2 separate regions of the Mus musculus genome follow, and region 1 is linked to region 2. A link is a contact called in public Hi-C data. All regions are on one chromosome and are shown on one strand. The core of a region is the stretch at or near the end of the contact, and the rest is flanking DNA. Distances in the headings are between cores, read along the strand shown. Region 1 overlaps Cwc27 (CWC27 spliceosome-associated protein). Region 2 overlaps Adamts6 (a disintegrin-like and metallopeptidase (reprolysin type) with thrombospondin type 1 motif, 6).

Region 1 (2,700 bases), core at 81-2,580, 150 kb after region 2:
AGGTAACAGGCTTTTATTTGCAGAGACGGATTGTTAACCTCAGGAATCAGTCAAAAGTGAAGTCTGTACTAGGTCTAGTAAGAAGTTACAATGGGTACTGCTTATTCTGTGCTAGGTCTAGTAAGAAGTTACAATGGGTACTGATTATTCTGTACTAGGTCTAGTAAGAAGTTACAATGGGTACTGATTATTCTGTACTAGGTCTAGTAAGAAGTTACAATGGGTACTGATTATTCTGTACTAGGTCTAGTAAGAAGTTACAATGGGTACTGCTTATTCTGTGCTAGGTCTAGTAAGAAGTTACAATAGGTACTGATTATTCTGTACTAGGTCTAGTAAGAAGTTACAATGGGTACTGCTTATTCTGTACTAGGTCTAGTAAGAAGTTACAATGGGTACTGCTTATTCTGTGCTAGGTCTGGTAAGAAGTTACAATGGGTACTGCTTATTCTGCTGTGCAAGACATTACAATGTAGCTATAAAGGGAGGATCATGTGGGCACCCCAGACTGGCTTTTAACGTCTTTCACCACTCCCCCCAATCCGTGTGCTACCCTTCCCCCCCATCTCCCACCCCACCAACAAGGGTACATCTTTGGGAGAAAAGTGCTTAAAAACAGAATCAACTTCTACTATGAATCCTGTTACTGTCTTAAATACGTATTTTCCAGTCCCAGCTCCTATTTGTTCTACTTAGATGAGGACCTAGCTATGGCCATATTTAGCTGAAGGCACCTGAGGGGCAGAAGCAGGGCCGAGGACCACTCTTATGAGCATGGGTGTCTGATTATGTCAGGGGTCAAATTACTAAGGTTTACATTGTGGTCCATGGATCCCTCTCTGTCTCTCTTTCTCTATCTTTCTTTCCTCTTTCTGTCTTATGTCTATATTTATTTATTTATCCCTGCTTCCCCCCACACCCTGCTGCAAACACACAGCCAATCTAGCTGTAAAAGCCCTTCTGGTTTAAAGCCCTTGGTCTACTGTATACAAAAGGACCCCCAATTTCTCATATCCCTTCTTTAGTCTGGCTCTTGTTTGCCACACCATGCTCTGCACGATCCCCATCTTTCATTTCAGATATGCCAGACTCTCTGTAGCTTCCTGGAGAATCTCCACTCCCTGCAACCTCCTTGCTGCTTCTGTATTTCCAAGACTTCACTCTCTCTGCCTCCCATTAGCTGTGCCACCACCCTGGCTCCTGCTGGGCCTGGCCCGCTTTCTCCAGCAGCGAGGAGATCCTCTCCTGGTGCCCCTGAGTCTTGTCCATAGCTCCAGCCATTTTCAGGGTGGTGCAACCCTGCCTCTCTGGGTCACAGTGCTCTGAAGAACAGAGGCTCTGTTTCACTGGCCTCTGTACCTCATCATGCAGCAATGCTTGGCCAGAAAAATGCTGCTGATAAGTGCCTGCGAACACGTCCAATTTTCTGGGATTCCCATCACCTCGGGAAAAACCACTTTGGCTAGGATACTGATTTTCTTGATAGTTTTAATTCAATACCAAATTATTTAGCAATTAACCACTGTATAAACTTCATTTTCAGGCAAGCAGTTCACCCTTTCAACTTTCTAACAAAGAAAAGGGCTAGTTAGTACTAAAAAGGTGAGGCAAGGTATTTGTACAGATAGTACACTGTGTTATAGTAATCCAGTGCTGACCTGTCTCACATGGGCCAGTTAAACTGCTTAAAGATTAACATCTGCTCCTGTTTGCTTAGCTTGGAAGTGTGGGAAAATGCATTTAGTGTCCTCAGCCAGCCTTCTTCTTGGTTTGAATGACCTTGTTACTCTTTGAGAACATACACATAATTTGTTACAACATAACTTGTTTGCATGTTGTGAGGACTTCCCATTTCCCTATTAGAATTCTTAAGAAACCCAACTAAATAGCTCCTGGTTATTATTTAAGTTCGTCATTCTTTGGACTCCAGAACACAAACCTAAATGATTTGGGTAATGGTTTGAAAGGCAGAAACAGCCTTTGTTTGTAAATACAAATTTCAGCACGACGAAACAGTTTCCAAGTGTTGCTTCCATCTGAGTCTTTGAAGGAGCACACTGTTCTGCAGGCTGCACCTCACTTTTGTCCGTGTTACTTTTCTACAAGGTTCTGTCCCCTCCTTTCCTGGTCCTATCAAAGTCCAGTTTAATTACCACTTCTTCCTAAAATCTTTTCCCATTGCCTTGGCCCTCAAAATCTGCTCTGACTTCAACACTTTCTCCAGAAACCTTTGTGAATGAGGTCAGACCTGAGCTTGGGCCACTCACTGTGGCTGTGGGGAAGTCACCCTGCTTCTCCTGCCTGCTTTCTTACCTGGGAAGAAGATGGTAGGGCCCAGCCTAGACACTTCACAGTGCTCACAAGTAAGGCTTGCACACCATGCCATCTGAAGGCTTCTGTAAATGGCAAAGGGGCCCGGATCTAACTTTAACCCATGTGATTCATGAATGCTTTTCTCAGGTTAGCCTATATCCCAATGCCATGGATATGGTGGTATACAAACAGAAATGTAATTTTCCACACTTTGAAGACAGAAGCCAACACTCACCTGACTAGGGCTCTCTCCTTGGGCTCTAAGATGTCCTTACACAGTGTGGGTGAATGGAGGGGAAGACTAGTCTGGCTTGCTTCTTATAGGAACACTAATCTCATCATGGGGGGGGGTTCACCCTTATGATCTCATCAATCCCTATTTACTCC
Region 2 (2,700 bases), core at 29-2,528:
GGTCTCCAAGCTGATTTGTGTCTCTGGGGGCAATATTTTCTCAGCAGTGATTGAAATCTGTATCTTCATTGAGAAGGTTACCGTTCATCCTCTTGCTTCCTTCCTAAAGTCAGGCATGAGGGACACTAATCCCTAATTACCAGTGACAGCAGCAGCACTTCTGTCTCCTCCACTTACCGTTCTCCACTCTGCAGAAGATGGTGCACTGCCGTCTGATTTCCTTTCTCAGTGCAAGCTTAAATGTGACGTCTTCATGCCCCTCCTTACATCTTTCAACTTTTGCACTGTTTAAAATGCAGGAGTCTGAATTGCCTTAAGTAGTTTCTCAGGATACTTCAGTATAATCCGGTGGAGGAATGTGAAAATTTAATTACTGTGTTCCCAAATAATTTTAAACCCCCAAATAAAATAACTATAATACTGGAGAGGAGTCACCTTTGCAGTAATGTGTTGTACTGATGGAAGAGGAAGGTGTGGCTTCTGTCAAAATGCTCAGTCCCCGTGGGAGGTGAGGGAAAGACTCGTTCACCTTCTGGTTGCAAGAGCTGCATACTGCAGCTGTGGGCACTCTAACACTGGTGAGAAAATACAAACAGGAGCAAAGAAGGCCATAGCTCACTTCCAAATTAAAAAAAAAAAAAAAGACGTTTCTACGTTTCCAAAGCCCACAGGCTGCTGTCCTCGGAGGCCAGCCCCTCACAGCTCTCCTTCTGGTAGTGGAGCTGCTGGGTCCAGACCACTGTCTGCCATCCTTTGCATGCAGTATTACTGAGAGACGTGTGGACTTCAGTATCAAACAATGTAACTCATGTTTGATTCTGGATAACCTTACACATTGAATAAAATAACCCTTGAGAAAGAAGCAATAAAAGCACTGTAAGAAAAATGACTCATGTGTCCAAGATGTCTAAAATGATCACTCATCCCAACAAATGGCAATTCTTTCAAGACACAGTGGGCATGCACCACACTTATAAAAGTCTGGGAGAAAAGCCTTGCATTTTTTAAAAATTGTGTTAAAATATACCAAAAGAATGTTTCTGGTAGGCTGTTCCAGACAGTGTGCTTAAAAACAAAAACAAAATCTTTTTTTAAAAAAGTCACAGGAACATACACGTGAAGGTAGATCAGCCAGTGGCATCCCTGTTAGCTGGGCAGGCTTATCAGCTTGTTTATGTGACTCTAATTGTTTCCCACTTTCTGCCTCCATTTGCTAGAGTGCAAAGATGTGAACAAAGTGGCTTATTGCCCACTGGTGCTGAAGTTCAAGTTCTGCAGTCGAGCATACTTCAGACAGATGTGTTGTAAGACCTGCCAAGGACACTGACCCGCAGAAAGCCAGAGAGTCCTGTCATTTCATCGTGGAAATGCGTCCATCAAAGAGAACCACCCAGAGGAAGTGGATGGATGTCCTTACAAAAGCATTACCCTGTGGAAAATGTAACCACTGGTCAGCCCCAGCTGACAGGATTTCAATATTATTTTAACTTCTGTGAAGTGGGATTTATTGATCCAAAGTGCTGGACACGGTATCAGGAGGGACTGCCAGATCTGAGAGATCCAAACAACACAGGAAACTTGCTTACTGTGGAGCGTTTGTGTTCTTTCGAGTAAATCTAACAGCCTGTTTACCTCCCTGGACCATTAAGATAATTTTTATTATGGACTTAGCAATGACACTGAATCCATTTGTATTTAAGACTGTTTAAAATGTAGTTATTATGACTTGGTTAACTATGAAAGTAGAAGAGATTCAGAATTCTTAAGTCATAGCTTAAAAATATTTACTACTCTTTATCACACCACAATAGCACCACGATTTAAATTATAAAATGGGCTTTAAACTGTAATTTAAGAAACAATTATAAATCAAAAGTAATGAAAGTGTGTATTATTTTTCTTTGTCCCACTCAGTTTCCTTAGGAATAACCCCTGTTCTGAGCACTGCTGTGAGCCATGTATAAACTCTATTAAACAGTGAGGGACTTGGTTTGAAGCTGCGCAGCAATTGCTGCAGCTGTGCAAGTCTATAAACTCAGTGCTAAGAGTCTGTGGCCAACTTGCCATTGTGCAAGGGAGGCTGAGATTTCCATTAAAACTTTAAGAGAAAAACATTTCAATTTCATGCAGAAGCCAGACCTAAGGCATGGCAGAGACTGAAGCACCAGGCCCTTGCAGCCGTCAGTGGGATGCCTTATTTGAGTCACCGAGACTCCTTCGTGTTTACATCCCCACCAGCCACAGATCAGCTTCTGCCCTGCTCGGCTGTTGCATGCATGGTGAGCTTATGGAGATGATGCCATGCGGAAAGATAAGCTGGCTTAGTAATAACCAGGCAGGCCCTTTACCATTTGCTGACAGTCCGATGGGTTCCAGATGTCCCTTCTTTGATATGGTAGAAGGGCATTTATTTATATGAGAGCAAGTGTATACGTGTGTGTATGTGTGTGTGTGTGCAGACATTCCTGAGTGGGGAAACAGGTGAGTTTGCTTGCATATAAATGTGCTGTTTCTGTGAGTTTTAAAGTAGGGAAGGATAACAACCAAAGAAGAAAAGCTCCATGAAGAAAGATCACAAACTATAAGTTTAGAAGTCACATAATTTTTATAGATATTCTAAATGGCAGTTAAATGTGAAACCCGGTTTCCTAGGCGAGTCAGGCTCTAAAGGCATACCTTACAGAACTGAAATGACTCGCG

What was found. A called contact is a pair of places that touch in the nucleus more often than the background predicts.
Region 1: a Hi-C map of liver shows a contact between it and region 2, with 2.5 times the contacts expected there. The contact joins two enhancer-like sites. A contact is called at or near these places in 4 of 484 Hi-C or Micro-C datasets (liver and nephron progenitors) and 2 of 115 datasets of contacts at active chromatin or transcription factors (cardiomyocytes and kidney).

What each region holds. Positions count from the first base shown.
Region 1 is chr13:104,639,586-104,642,285 of GRCm38.p6, forward strand. All of the region lies in intron 13 of Cwc27 (CWC27 spliceosome-associated protein), which reads right to left. Among named protein-coding and RNA genes, the nearest start is that of Cwc27, 180 kb to the right of the region's middle. Within about 2 kb of position 1,331, at least 29 of the 459 cell types and tissues checked have an H3K27ac peak or open chromatin away from gene starts, as enhancers often do. A contact at or near this core is called in liver, where this site is marked.
Region 2 is chr13:104,492,378-104,495,077 of GRCm38.p6, forward strand. It overlaps Adamts6 (a disintegrin-like and metallopeptidase (reprolysin type) with thrombospondin type 1 motif, 6), which reads left to right. Exons shown (of 25, transcript NM_001081020.2): 25 at 1,218-2,700. The coding sequence ends at 1,327. Among named protein-coding and RNA genes, the nearest start is that of Adamts6, 210 kb to the left of the region's middle. Within about 2 kb of position 1,279, at least 16 of the 459 cell types and tissues checked have an H3K27ac peak or open chromatin away from gene starts, as enhancers often do. A contact at or near this core is called in liver, where this site is marked.